Regions from separate parts of the Pan troglodytes genome. Here region 1 is linked to region 2. A link is a contact called in public Hi-C data. All regions are on one chromosome and are shown on one strand. The core of a region is the stretch at or near the end of the contact, and the rest is flanking DNA. Distances in the headings are between cores, read along the strand shown.

Evidence for each region. Hi-C and Micro-C count contacts between places; a contact is called where the count stands out from the background.
Region 1: a contact with region 2 is called in a Hi-C map of induced pluripotent stem cells, with 1.8 times the contacts expected there. The contact joins the promoter of SP9 here to the enhancer-like site in region 2. A contact is called at or near these places in 3 of 7 Hi-C or Micro-C datasets (blood, induced pluripotent stem cells and stem cell-derived neural progenitor cells).

The regions. Positions count from the first base shown.
Region 1 is chr13:76,370,646-76,377,433 of NHGRI_mPanTro3-v2.0_pri, reverse strand. SP9 (Sp9 transcription factor) reads right to left here and starts at 2,613. Exons shown (of 2, transcript XM_016950060.4): 1 at 2,454-2,613; 2 at 1-1,460. The coding sequence starts at 2,474. The coding sequence ends at 36.
Region 2 is chr13:75,785,441-75,792,375 of NHGRI_mPanTro3-v2.0_pri, reverse strand. No RefSeq gene overlaps it. Among named protein-coding and RNA genes, the nearest start is that of SP3, 220 kb to the left of the region's middle. Within about 2 kb of position 1,490, at least 4 of the 24 cell types and tissues checked have an H3K27ac peak or open chromatin away from gene starts, as enhancers often do. A contact at or near this core is called in induced pluripotent stem cells, where this site is marked.

The DNA.
Region 1 (6,788 bases), core at 1,364-3,863, 580 kb before region 2:
TACTCGCTTGTGTGCTCGCGCCTCTCGCCCGGCCTCTAAGAGTCGTTGGGGCCAGACGCTGCTTCCTTGCCTCCCGCGGAGGCCGCCGCCGCCGCTGCCGCCGCCGCCGCTGCCGCCGCCCGGGCGGCACTGACGCCGGAGTCATGCAGGATGAGGTCGGGGGATTCGGAACGGGGCGTCTCCAGGTTGCTGGCGTCCGTGTCACTGTCGCTGCCCTTTTTGCCCCCGCCGCCCCCGTTGTGCGTCTTAATGTGTTTGCTCAGGTGGTCGCTGCGCATGAAGCGCTTGTTGCACACCGGACAGGCGAAGCGCTTCTCGCCCGTGTGAGTCCGCAGATGCCGCTGCAGCTCGTCCGAGCGCGTGAAGCGCTTGCCGCAGAAGAGCCAGTTGCACACGAAGGGCCGCTCGCCCGTGTGCCAGCGCAGGTGCGCCTTCAGGTGCGACGTCTTCCCGTACACCTTGCCGCAGCCCGGAATGTGGCAGCTGTGCAGGCCCTTGCGCCGCAGGCTCGCCCCGGCCGGGCCCAGCCGCTCCGCCTCCTGGCAGTTGGGGCAGTCGCAGGTGGCGCGGCCCGAGTAGCGGCGGGCAGAGCGTGCCGAGCTCCCCCCGGCGGCGGCAGCCGCGGCGCCCGATATCATGGCGCTGGCGGCGGCGGCTGCCACGGCGGCGCTGGAGTCCGAATAGGAGGGCAACACCGGCTTGAAGCCGTCCTGGGCCAGCAGGTGCTGGCTGGTGGAGAGCAGGTGGGAGGCGGCGGCGGCGGAGGAGCCGAGGCCCGTGGAGCTGAAGGCCGAGTGCGTGAGCGAGCTGAAGTCGGGGTTGTAGGTGCCCAGCTGCGAGTGCAGCGAGGCCTGGGGGGCGCCCGAGTGCAGCGAGCTCTGGAGCCCCCCAGTGGGGTTCTGCACTTCCAGCCACGAGCCCGGGCTGCTGTGCACGTCCCACCACGACGACGCCGCGCCGTTGGTCACCTCGCCGGCCGCCAGCGTCGAATGGAAGCCCGACTTGTACCAGGACTCGTACGGGTGCGCCATGCCCACGCGCGGGTACAGGCCGTCGGCTGCCGTCGTGTGCACCTTGGAAATGAAGGCCGACTGGCCACCCGCCTCCTGCGGGGACACCCCGGCCGCTGCCGCCGCGGCAGCCGCCGAGTTGGAGAAGAGGCCGCCGTAGTCGCTGCTGAAGGCGGACGACGTGGGCGACGTGGAGGCCAGGCAGAAGGCGCTGTTGGCGGCGCCCGAGCCGCCCGCCAGGCCGCCCGAGCCACGGCCCCCGGTGGCCACCGCGAAGCCCGAGAGGCTGGAGCCGAGGTTGCAGCTGGACGAGGAGCGCTTCCAGGGGTGAAAGCCGCCTTTGGCGAAGGCGCTCGACTCTGGCAGCGTCGTCAGCGGGCTCGTGTTGCCGATCTTGTTGCAGGTCGCCGCCAGCATGGCCAACGGGGTCGTTCCGAAGCGCGGCTCTTCCTAGAGTGGGTGGGATGGGGGAGGGAGCAAGAAGGAGGAGGGCAAGAGGAAGTGGGGGAAGAAACAAAGTGCACCCGTGAGCAGCCTCGTCCCCTGCGGCTGCTCCCGGGGGGTCCTGGCTCCCCGCCTCGCGCCTCCTCCCCACGCGCCCGCGGAGGAGTCGCCGCACCGGGCGCGGAGCAGGGGCGATCACCGGGGCGAAGGTCCAGGCGCCGGAAAGTTGCACTTCGCTGAGGCTATAAATCAAAGATGCCTCCGTGTTCCCCGCTGCAACCCTGCCTACAACCGGACTTGGGTTGTCGCCGTAAACCGGCTCCTCTCCCAGAAGACCCCAAGTCGCCCTTCGGGGTGAAGCGCGAAGGTAAACACAGAGACCAGAGACAACAAACACCGGGTGAGGGCGGAGGCGGCCGAAACAGCAGCCAGGGACGGGCGAAACTTGCAGCACTCCCAGGGTGGCTACGACTTGACTTTTCTTTTTTAATAGAAAACGTTTGGTTTTAAAGTTTACATACACACAAAAACAGCGATTATGAAAACAATAATCCGAGGATAAGCGGCCAGAGACAGATTTCAAAGTCATGGGCGAATTGGGGAGCCGCGGAAATGTAAATGTTTATTAGCGTGACTAGATGGACTGCAAAACGATTAAGACTGTTTTCTGGAAACACCACTGTCGCATAATTGCAACAAAATCCCCAAAGCAAGGCGGGGGATGGGGTATAAATCACGAGGGGAAGAAAAGAAACCTCTAGCTTTTTTTTGAAACCAAATGAAAAAGGACTTGATTAAGAAGGCCTTTTCTTGCAAAGGCATCTTGCTGGGTTCCAAAAACTTGGGGAAAAATCAGTCCCAGAAATGTGGAAAGTGCTAATAGAAGCTGAAGCTGCAGTCTAGCAGCAACAGTTTCTCCGGAGCCGCAGACCCCAGAAGCCATAACGAAAAATTACTCCGGTTAAAACAAGCAAATGCGTTGCCGCGCTTGCGACTTACCCCGAGTATAGACGTGGCCATAGCAGGTCTCTGGCTGCGCAGCGAGGCTGGGAGCGGGGCTGAGCCTGGCGGCTGCTCGGAAAAACTGCTTGGCTCCCGCGCGGCTCCCGCGTCCCCGCGCTCGTGCCGAGCGGACTCCAGGCTCCCGCCGGCTAAACTCAGCCTAAGTGCGAGGAGCACCCGCTTTGAAGTGCCGCTGGCTGCGCCTCTCGCCCAATGAGGGCGCAGGCAGAGCAGACGGGAGCTGCCCCGCAGCCAATCAGACGCTCCGAGGGGCCCGAGCCCGGGCTCCCGGCGCGTGCCAGTCAAGTCGGCTAGCTAGGGCCGCGGGGGTGGGGGGGAGTAGTGGGGGATACTTGCGGGGGGGCGGGGGGCGAGGGCGGGCTGGGGGCTGAAGAAATTACAGTGCAATTAAAAATTTACACTCACGCACCAAGCCAGGTTTAAGTACCAATGAAACCGAGCCACAAGCACCCCCCCACACACAAACCACCCCGAGATGTTGCAAGTTAGGGCTGACAGTGCTACTCGACTCCCCACTTGTAGGAAAGGAGGCAGGAGGGGAGGAGACACCCAGACACAGCCCGCACCAGCAGGGCCCAAGTGGAGACGGAAATGTCAGCCCTCACTTTGTGTGTCCAGGCTTTTGCCTACAGAACACAACTTCAGCTTGTATCTATCATTCTTGCTTGTGATTTTTATCATTTTCGTGTGTCTTCTACCCAATTCCTTATTCCACTAGATTCAATTTCACTCTCACAGTTATACTGGGGAGGGGGCGCGAAGGGACAGCTCCTCCGAGAGGAGCGAAATAGGCCTCTCTGTACAGATCTACATCCACAGATTTGTTGGGAGGGCCTGGAGCCTGCTGCATCCCGCCATTTCCCCCCAGCGGTGTAAGTGACTTCCTAATTGTCGCTCTGGCCTCTGACCCGGGGGGTAATACAAGTGCCACTCACGCTAGAGGCTTCTGGTGGTAATTGAGGGCACCCTTTGTACGGTTTCGCCAGCGCTTAGATACCAGGTTAACCCAGTTGTCAAATATGACTAAACAGTGGGATGTGCTGATTATCTGCCGGGTTTTGCTGGGGGCTGGCATGGGGGTGGGAGGCATCAGCCCATACAACACGCTGCACGAAGCCGCTTATTTTCTCACTGTAACAACTTTGGAAACAGAGACCGGCGCGAGCGGCGTCCGCCCCCACCTCCACCTCCGCTGAAGCTGCAGCTTGCTCGGCTGTTTGTTTAACCCGGTGAAGATTTGCATGTCGCGTTTCATCCTGGAGTGGAGTTTTCTTGTCCCAGCTCCAACCCACTCCCATTCCAGACCACCAGGGCCTAGAGGCTCGTCCGTAGGGCAAGTGCGCTGTTTTAAGAGGTAGGCTCCCCATTAGTGCCCTGCTTTCACGGACGCGCCCGAGAAATCTCTCCAGGACTTTCACCCGGGAGGGCGGAGGACCAGGCCACACGTGGGCGCTTCCACATTTTGCAGGCTGGAAGCATCCTGAAGTCCTCCCTGGACCTTGTCAGTGTGAAAAGAGGGGTCCTCAAACAGACCAGGGTGCGTCTTCGAGTCCCCCAGCAACCGCTGACCTGCTTGTTTTTCTCTTTCTGGGCCCCGCTTTCTCTTTCTTCTCTAGGGTAGCCAGAAGCTGTTTTTGAACCAGAAATACCATCGCCCTCGGGCAGACCTGGGCACTGGTTTTAATATAGCACACTCCCCACTAAACCCACACCCTGCTTCTTAGAAAAAAAAAAAAATTAAACTACCAACCCCAAACCCTCGGGTGCAAACGACGAGTTGTCGCGGAGCCGGTGCAAGTGACAAGGATGTGGAACTGTGCCTCCCGTGTTTTCTCTCCTCTTTTGCAAGATCTCTTGACCCAAAAGTACGACCAGAGTGGCGCTGCTATCGGCCCTGTGATGGAGCCTGGGTGCGTCTTGGCGCACTCCGTGGGTGGGGAGGGCTATGTGGGTCGCTTTCTTGGATTCATCTTAAAATACTTTGGCTCAGAATGGTTTTTTTTTTATTTTATTTTTTTCTCTTTTTTGTTTAAGGTGGCGAAAGCACCAAGGAAATTATGACAGAGAAAGAGAAGGGACAGAGGAGAAGAGAACGAGAAGGCTCGTGTGGCTGTCAATGAAGTGCTGTGCCCTGGGAGACTGTAGTGGAAATGGGGGTGGGGAGGTGTGAAAAGTCCCTGAGGGACGCTGGGTGGAGGGCTGAGGAGAAATCAGGCCGCCTAGAAGAGCCGGAAAGCCCAGCAGGGGGACCCGGGGGCCGTTCCCAACAGGTGACTTCTGCCCTGGAAGAAGACACTGGTTCTCGGCTTCCCATAGAGTCTCCGCGTAGATTTACTAATAGAGGGATTGTTAAGTGGCAGCGAGGCGTTTCCGACTCACCCTGTGCAGCCGGGGAGGAGAAACGCAGAGGTTTCCCCCGTCCACCTCCTCCCCCACCCCCAACACACCCTCTCCTTAAGGAAAGCTGACAAAGTAATAAATAAGACAATCCGAAAAGCCACTTAGCACTAGTGACATTTTCAAGCCAACCATTTAAAACAGTTCTCGCAGACACCTCGGGCTCCGGCGCCCTGCTCGCCTTCCTCTTCTCCTCCTCCCCTCGGATCCCCTCCCCTCCCCCTCCCGCCGTTTTCCCCGTAGTTCCAGCTGTCAGACTCTAGACGTGGGCACTCGCATATTCCTTTAGATATACGCGTCTGCATCACAATAAAAGTTAGAAAAATCTTCCAAACGAACGCAGGCAAACACCCGGGCCACTTCAACTCTAAGGTGGGGCCCCAAGGAAATCTTTCGGAGGAAGTCCAGATTTTTTTCGTCTGACAGATTTTTTTCATCCTCTAAAAAAATCTAGTTTTTAAACAAAGATCAATGTGTTATGCTAAAGTGTTGAGCTGACTGTTAAAACATTTGGAGAAATAATGACAATGTAACAAAGGCCTGGTTTGGAGTGAATCATCACCCTTTTAAAAGTTAAAGCAATTTTCAGGAGAATAGCTTTCAGCAAACGCTTTACATTATTCAAAACGGCCAAATAATGCTCTATTATAGCGCCTGAATGCTGCCAGTCAGCCCCTAAGTGCAATTTGTGCAAAGGCCCCGGTGCCTTATCTCCACTTCTTTATAAAGAGGTGAATATAAAACAATTTCTTCCAAACCCAGACAGAGAGCACGAAAATTGCTTCCCTTTCTGCAATCAGGGCAATTTAACTGGAGTGCAATTAGCACTATTAAATGTCGATTCTGCATAAACAAATCTGACTGAGCAGCGAAAGTGGGGTGAGAACCTCATATACACTGAAACTGATTTTTTAAAATTATGTATCCGGGTCCTTTACAATTGATCCGTGACGTTTTCATCTTGGAATATATTTACATCATAAATACACTATGGTTAAATCAACATAATTTTTTTGCAAAAAAATTCAATACGATTCCTAATAAAGAAGAATAGGGTAATTAAAGGGAAGAGTTCACTTCCTTTGAACAAATATTGTTTCTCCCATCTTGCCTCTCCCGGGAGCTTTGATCTGAGCAACTGCTCAAGTTGCTCTGTTTAGCAGGCAAAGCCAGGGAAACAATTCGGTCATTAGCGCTAATCGGAAGGATTGGACCTCCTTCACAGGTCCAACAGCCACAGATAAAATGCTTCTTCCTGATGTGCAGGAAGCGTAGTGGCGACTGGGAGGACCAGTTATTTTCTGAATAACTGGATATGTAGTAGCTGGTTAAATATTAGGTGGCTGCCCAGTCTCCCCGGAGCTTTGACTTAGCACAGAGTCTAGCAGCGGGTATACACCACTGGGGTGGGGTGAGGTTGGGGTGGGGTGAGGTGGAGTTAGGGGGACTCCGGAATAAGGTTGAAGGGGAGGCGTTAGGGGAGGAGGAACGGAAGGTGCTCGCCTTGGCCAGGCTGGCTGCAGTCAAAGTCTGGACCACCGGGACCAGGAGGCGGGGGTGGGGGTGAAGGGAGCCCAGCCTATAAAAAGCATTTATCTGACCTGTCCTCCCAACTGCCTTTATTTATTTGCAAAGCCACAGCGCTCCTTTTTAAATCATTTGTGCAATTAATTATGCTTTTCATTTGCATGATCTTCACTAGAGCAGTGATTATCAGGTCAGCACGGTGTGGGAGTTGCGGAGATACATTAATAACTTGAGTTAAAAAAAGAAAAAGCTGCCCTTGTGTACCAATGTTGCCTGCCATGAACAAGGGAGAAGGAAGCCCAGGAAGGTCCATAGTGCCTGTTGAGTCGGGTGAATCCTTTCCACGGTTGGTGTCTTGTCAGTGGTGGGTGAAAATGAAATACAGCC
Region 2 (6,935 bases), core at 241-2,740:
AGGGAGTCTATGAAATAGATTATTTTTTCCCTCAATTTTAGGATCGTAAAAACAAATTTCTTGGAGGAAAAGACAACCTCTCCGCTTTGGTCTTGTGCTTTCACATCACTGACCCTAGCAAGAGAGTGCTGGAAATGGTGAGGCGGGGAGATGTTGTGTTCAACAAGGATAGAGACACCTCTGTGATCTCAGCACTGCAGTTCACTGCAGGCTGGAATGCTTGTCGAAGACGCACATTCCTAGGTCCTCAGACAAAAGGAATCAGAATCACCGAGATGTAGCCGAGACTCTGTGTTCCAACAAGCTCCCCAAGTGGTTTTATGTTCACCAACATCTAAGAACCTCTGGCCCAGACCCTGTGCTGTTGTGAAAATGGGTGTGAATATTCGGATCCAGGGGTGAAAATGGTGGTAATTAGTGCACCCAGCATCTTTAATATTAGGAATAAGATGAAGCATTAACATTGCGTTTAGAGCACTACTCTGTCATCAGACTGCTCGATTCAACCCTTAGCTCCATCATTTATTAGCTGTGTGACACTGAGGAAATGACCTAACCTCTCTGAGTCTCTGTTTCCTCATCTGTAAAGTGGAGATAATAGTATACATAGTTCATAGGGTGTATGCTGGGATTCATGTGAAATACTTTCTACAGTCTGGCACATAATCAGTGCTCAATATTATAGTTATAAAGAGACACAACTCTTGGGATCCTGAGACAGTTCTTGAGATCCAAGACACTTCCTGATCTAAACTTCAATGATTTCTCCAGCAAAAAACCTCCTCCTCTCCAGACTTAATGCATCCACAGGCTCACATACTGTGCACGGTGTGTGTACATACACATACCCGCTGCCTGTCTTACACATGCACACATGCTTTCTCACACTCACACACACTTTCACACGTTTTCTCACACACACTCACACTCTCTCACACACACACTCACACAAGTTCTGTCTCACACACACCCCCCTCACACATGTTCTCGCACACTATTCACACTCACACATACACACTCTCACACATGGTCTCTCACAGACACACTCACACCTGTTCTTTCTGTCACATACACACACTCTCTCACACATGTACACACACACACACCCCTCTACCACTCATAAGGTGGCTGTTCCTCGGGGTCTAGCATCTGTTTGACTTTCTTTGTTCTGGAAAGGCTTCTTGTCAGCACTGTCCTTTCCAAGATCTGCACTGCACTGTGGGCTGGGGCTGTGATAATTAGTCCCTTTCAGATGGCTCAGGCTTAATGATAATGAGTGGGCAGAGCTGCGTGGCTGCAGGCTGGGAGCAGGAGGTGGAGAGGGTATGGCTAACGGCGGAGTCCGAGGCTGTAACCTGGGGTGGCCAGAGCCAGGACACCCCTCTTTCCTCTCTATGCCCTGCGGGGCCAGGTTTGGGGGCACAGTGGAGATGAAGCACCCTCCTGGTGGCAGACCTCACTTGCTTGAGCCTCAAGGAACGCGGAATGTAACCAGAGCTAAGCACAGGCGCTGAGAGCCCTCTATGGGCTCTTCCAATCACAATGTTGTGATTAGCCACACTTCCTGCTTGGAAAACAGGCAGGCAGATATTTAAAAGGGAAATCCTACTGTGAGGTTTGGATGGGATTTCAAATGGATTTTTTCTGCAAATAAGATTAAAGGCAGAAAGAGGAAGGGATGCTATTCAAAACTTTCCCGAGGGCTAGGGCTTGTTGAGCTATAGAACAAAGGATGCCCAGAGACCCCGGGAGCTCCAGCTCCCTATAACTTCATGATATGCTGGACTTTCCCAAGCAAGTGACTTTAACCATCATTCAGATTGGGTGGGCAGTGGAGACATGGACAAGACCTTAAAATGTTTTTTGTTTTTTTTTTTTTGGTACAAGAAGATTCTCTTAAGCAGGTTTGTTGCTGTCAGCAAACAACTGTTGAGCATCTAGCGGGGACACCTCAGGAAATTGTTCGGGTGACTGGGCAAGTTGTCGTAATCTCTGTCGTCTTAGTTTCCTCATCAGGAAATTGGGATAACCATAGGACTTATCTCAAAGGATTGTTATATGATGGGAGTGAATGCTTATAGAGCACTTAAAGCAGAAGCCGGCACACACTCAGCCTTCAGGAAATGTGAGCTATTGTTCTCCTGAGGAATTCATCAATATTGTAGGTCAAAGAGCTCATAGTCAGGTTTGCCAAGGTCATCGCAAGTCACGGTGAAAGTCTATGGCTTTCTATTACGTGTTCAGGTTTAAAAGAGTGATTGCTTTATATACTCAACATTTTCTGGAAATACAAATGTACGTTTTGAAATTTAGTCCCGAAAGGTAGTTTACAGCACCCTCCATTGTGGTGGTGATGACCCACATGCTGAAAGAAAGCACGTTGTATTTAATACAAAGGCTGCAAAGAACCTGCTTGAACATTAAACTTTACAGAGGAACACATAAAATGCACTGGAGCAAAAATTCCTCAACTCTTCTGCCACCAGTAGATGGGGTTAAGGGTCCCTTAGTCTCTCTTTGGACTTAAGGAAAATGTGGACTTCTGGACAACCTTTGTAAGGACACTACCTTCTGTACTTTTTTTTTTTGCCCTAGGACTTTGGGAAAACAGATTCCAATCATACAGAGATATGACCCAGAATATTAAAAAAAAATCTAGTGTTTTGTTCATTCAGAAGTCAAGTGATGACTGTTAGTTGAAAAGTATATTTCTGTTATTAAAGAAGCAAATTAAAATCACAAGAAAACAATGGAATGATCAGCTTGCAAAGTTATTTGCGTTGATTAACAGCACCAATAAATGTGTCTTGGTTCTATAACTGCTTCATCTGGCACTTGACATGTAATAGATTTTTTTCACAGTATAATATCTCCATTGAAATACAATTATTTTGCAGATTGCTCAACTGAATACTCTTATAAACATACTGTTAGGGGGACTCACCCCTGGTGATCATCAGGGTATCATGACAATGTGCACAATTGATGGACATGAGAGGAATGTGGCAGCCAAGCTCGGAGCAGAGAGGGTGATTTGTTGCAGAGCAATTATTCTAATGCATTTTTAAAAGCGTAAAATAAAGAATCATTTCATTTGCTGAAAAGATATTTTAGGTGTTTCGGTAAAGCAGTGACAGAATATTTTGATTGTCAGGTTTTTTTTTCTTTATAAAGTTAGATAATTACATTTACCAGTTAAAGAATTGCCATTTAAAAATAATATTTTGTCTAAATGTTTAAAGATGTCTATTAAAAATGTATACTGAACATGACAGCGGCCTTTTCATGCTGTAATTCTAGTTAGTGGTCTGAAAACAATTAGGCTGAAAAAATGAACATTTATTCAGTGCTAGCTGGAGAGTCAAGAATCTGTAGAGTATATTATGATTTTTAAGATTGTTTTATGTTTGCTCAGATAACATATCTAAGGAAAGTGGCTTATGTGTGCATTTAGTTTCTTCAGTAATCTCTCCAGTGGGCAAAGCCCCCAGTAGTCTGTGTTCCGGGGAACCCATGATCTCATGCCTAAGAATGTGGAGGACATCGGGGGATCTTTAATGAAACAGCCAAATGTGACCTATCTATTTAGGCCCCTCGTTCATCTGGCATATACACTGGCATAGCTATGCTAGTTACAATACTGAAATATTTGCTCACCTGTCAGAAGCAAGTCCTTCCCCCAAGGCCCCCGTGTGGCCCCCTCAGGCCACTCCCTGAGACCCTCCAGGTAGCCCCCAACCCAACAGGCAAAAGATGAATGCCTGCCTTGGCAGAGGCTGCCAGCTTGCTCCAGCCTGGAGTTTTTTTTTTTTAACTTTTAGAACTTTTTCTTTTTTCTTTTCTTTTCTTTTCTTTTTTTTTTTTTTTTTGACAGAGTCTCCCACTGTCGCCTGGGCTGGAGTGCAATGGCTTGATCTAAGATCACTGCAACCTCCACCTCCTGGGTTCAAGCAATTCTCCTGCCTCAGCCTCTTGAGTAGCCGGGATTACAGGCACCCACCATGCCCGGCTAAATTTTTGCTAAATTTTTGTATTTTTAGTAGAGGCAGGGTTTCACCATGTTGGCCTGGCTGGTCTCGAACTCCTGACCTCGTGATCCGCCCACCTTGGTCTCCCAAAGTGCTGGGATTACAGGTGTGAGCCACTGCGCCCGGCCTTTTTTGAACTTTTTCTAAGTAAATAATTACTAAGCTAAGTGATAAATATTTTCCTGGCACTGCCTAACTTCTCTGGAACAATCACTTAGATTTTACAACGCCCTTAATAAAGAATTAATTGAGTACATCTTTTTGACTGGAGTAATTTATTTAGTTAGAATTTTTGAAGAAAGTAATTCTTATTTGTGCTCACAACAAAGTAATTAGTGATCGTCATTTTACTTAAAAGAAGTCTTTAGGAAGAGGCTTTTTTAAAGGTATCATTTATGATGGCAGAGCCTATGAGAGGAACCCTTTGTCCAGGACAATAGTCTTTTAGCCTTGTTAGTGCCTTATTCTATATAAATGTGCCTAATTGTTACAGTTGCTAAACAGACCTCATCCTACTGCGTGTGATCATTTAGCTGTGAGGAGACATAATAGCAGTTGCATCTGAAATTTGCAGTAATTTTACATATTCTTCCTGCAGACATTTTTTTTTTCTTGTTGCTAAAGGAGCCGAGGAAGTGCTGCTGTTTTCCCCATTGTCAGGGGCAGCTGTCTCTCTACGCTGAGGCTGTGCACCCACCAACCAGGCAGATGGTGGATGGTGGCTGAGGCATGTCTTCCATGCACACACAGGACCCACTTTGCTGGCTTTGGGAAGCGCAGCTGCCACACTGTTAGGATGGTGACAGCGAGGCGCCGTCTGCATTTCAGACACGGGAGCCCTTGTATAGAGCCATGTGCTCTGAAAGGGTGCTTGGGGTCTTCGGAGCATTGAATAGGCACTTGCATATTTAAACTGCCAGAGCTGTGTGAAAATATGGATTCCTATTAATTAGAATTTTGGATAGGAATCAGGCAGGAGGTGTGTTGCAAGGACTAGGGGAAACCGTTCTGCCAGATCTGCATGCTAATGTATTCCTGATGGGAGAGGCGAGCCCAGGGCCCTGGAGCCTGCTTCACACCACCGGGATTCTAAGACTTGATTCACTCTTCCACCTTCACCTATACGGATCCTTTATGCTACTCAAATCCATTCTGAGCGAGGCTTTGACACAGCACTCCGTTGTCTGGGGGAGGGTTTGACTGTGCGTAAGGTAAAAGAACCTTTCCTGATCCTATATGCTGTGACTTGACCCTCCAAAGAGGGTGGCTTATGGGAAACTAACATAGGATCTCCAGCTATGGCGCTTCATTTCCTTACTGTCAAGTGCAGCCCACGAGGCAGGGCTTTAGCTCTGTTACTCCTGTCATACCCTCCCCTGTGTTTCGTCCGCTGTCCTCAAAAGTGGACATTCAGGCTTCACTTAGTTTTATTAAGATATAATTCACATATTACACAATTCACTCATTTAAAGCCTACAATTCAATGGTTTTTAGTATATTCACAGATTTCACAGATAGGTGCAATTATCATCATAGTCAATTTTAGAACATTTTTATCACGCACGTCAAAAAGACACCCTATGGTTTTGTCAGCTAATTCTTTATCCTTAAGCTATCATTCCAAATTCCCTGCCCCCTTCCCTCAACCCTAAGTAATCACAATCTGCTTTTTGTCTCTATAGATTGCAGACACTTTAGTGTGTGAGTAGTTTGAGGGTGTGCTGGAGGGTGCATGCGTGTTGGTCTGCAGATAGTGTGGGGTGAAGGGGAGAGGACAAGGAAAACTTCCAGAACAGATGAGGAAGCAGCCCTAGCATGGAAACACATCGAGATCAGTCACCATCTCTTGAAGTCAAAGTGATCCACTTCTAGGTGTCTTTTTTAAGATTTTTTTTTTTTTTTTTTTTTCTGAAACAGAGTCACTCTCTCTGTTGCCCAGGCTGAAGAGCAGTGGCGCCATCTGGGCTTACTGCAGCCTCCACCTCCCAGGTTCAAGCTATTCTCCTTCCTCAGCCTCCCAAGTAGCTGGGATTGCAGTCATGTGTCACTACGCCTGGCTAATTGTTGCATTTTTTGTAGAGACGGGGTTTCACCATGTTGGCCAGGTTGGTCTCAAACTCCTGGCCTCAAGTGATCTGTCCACCTTGGCTTTCCAAAGTGTTGGGATTACAGGTGTGAGCCACCGGGCCTGGCCCACTCTAGTTTTATCATCCAAGCTAACACAGGACTCTAGTGGCCCATCACTAACCTTGACAATCTTGATAGCTTACCTAATTGAAACTGTAACTTACACAGATTTGAGAAAATTTACGTTTATATTTTATACCTTACCAAGAAGCAGTATTTTTGTTTGTTTGTTTGGTTTATCAATAGTGTGCATTTAGGTAAGGGGCCACCAAAGCATCGAAAGGTTGGCCAATCAGAAAATTCTAATAGTGAGAACTCATATTTGAAGGAGTTAAGGTAGAAGTTGCATCTGATAAGTCTCAGAACAGGGCTTTGCCACCTTTGAGAGTTTTGATAGGTTATCGTTATGTCATTTTTAAAAATTATCTAACTTTTAACAATTTCACTCACCCCTACCCATCTACCGCCCACACCAACACAAGAAGACATTTATGAATTACACATAGGTTCAAAGAATTTGGAGCTGGAAAGGATTTTAGGGAGAATTCCATCAAAGCCACTTGTATTAGTCAGCTCAGGCTGCCAGAAAAAAAAAAAAAAATCATGGACCTGGTGGCTTACACAGCAGAACACAGCGTAGAGGCTGAAAGTCAGATCAGGATGCCAACACGGTTGGGTTCTGGTGAGGGCCCTCTCTCTAGCTTGTGGGTGGTGGCCTTCTTGCCTGTTTTGGAAGTGACTATATTAACGGGGTTCCCACTGACCAAACCATACCCTCTG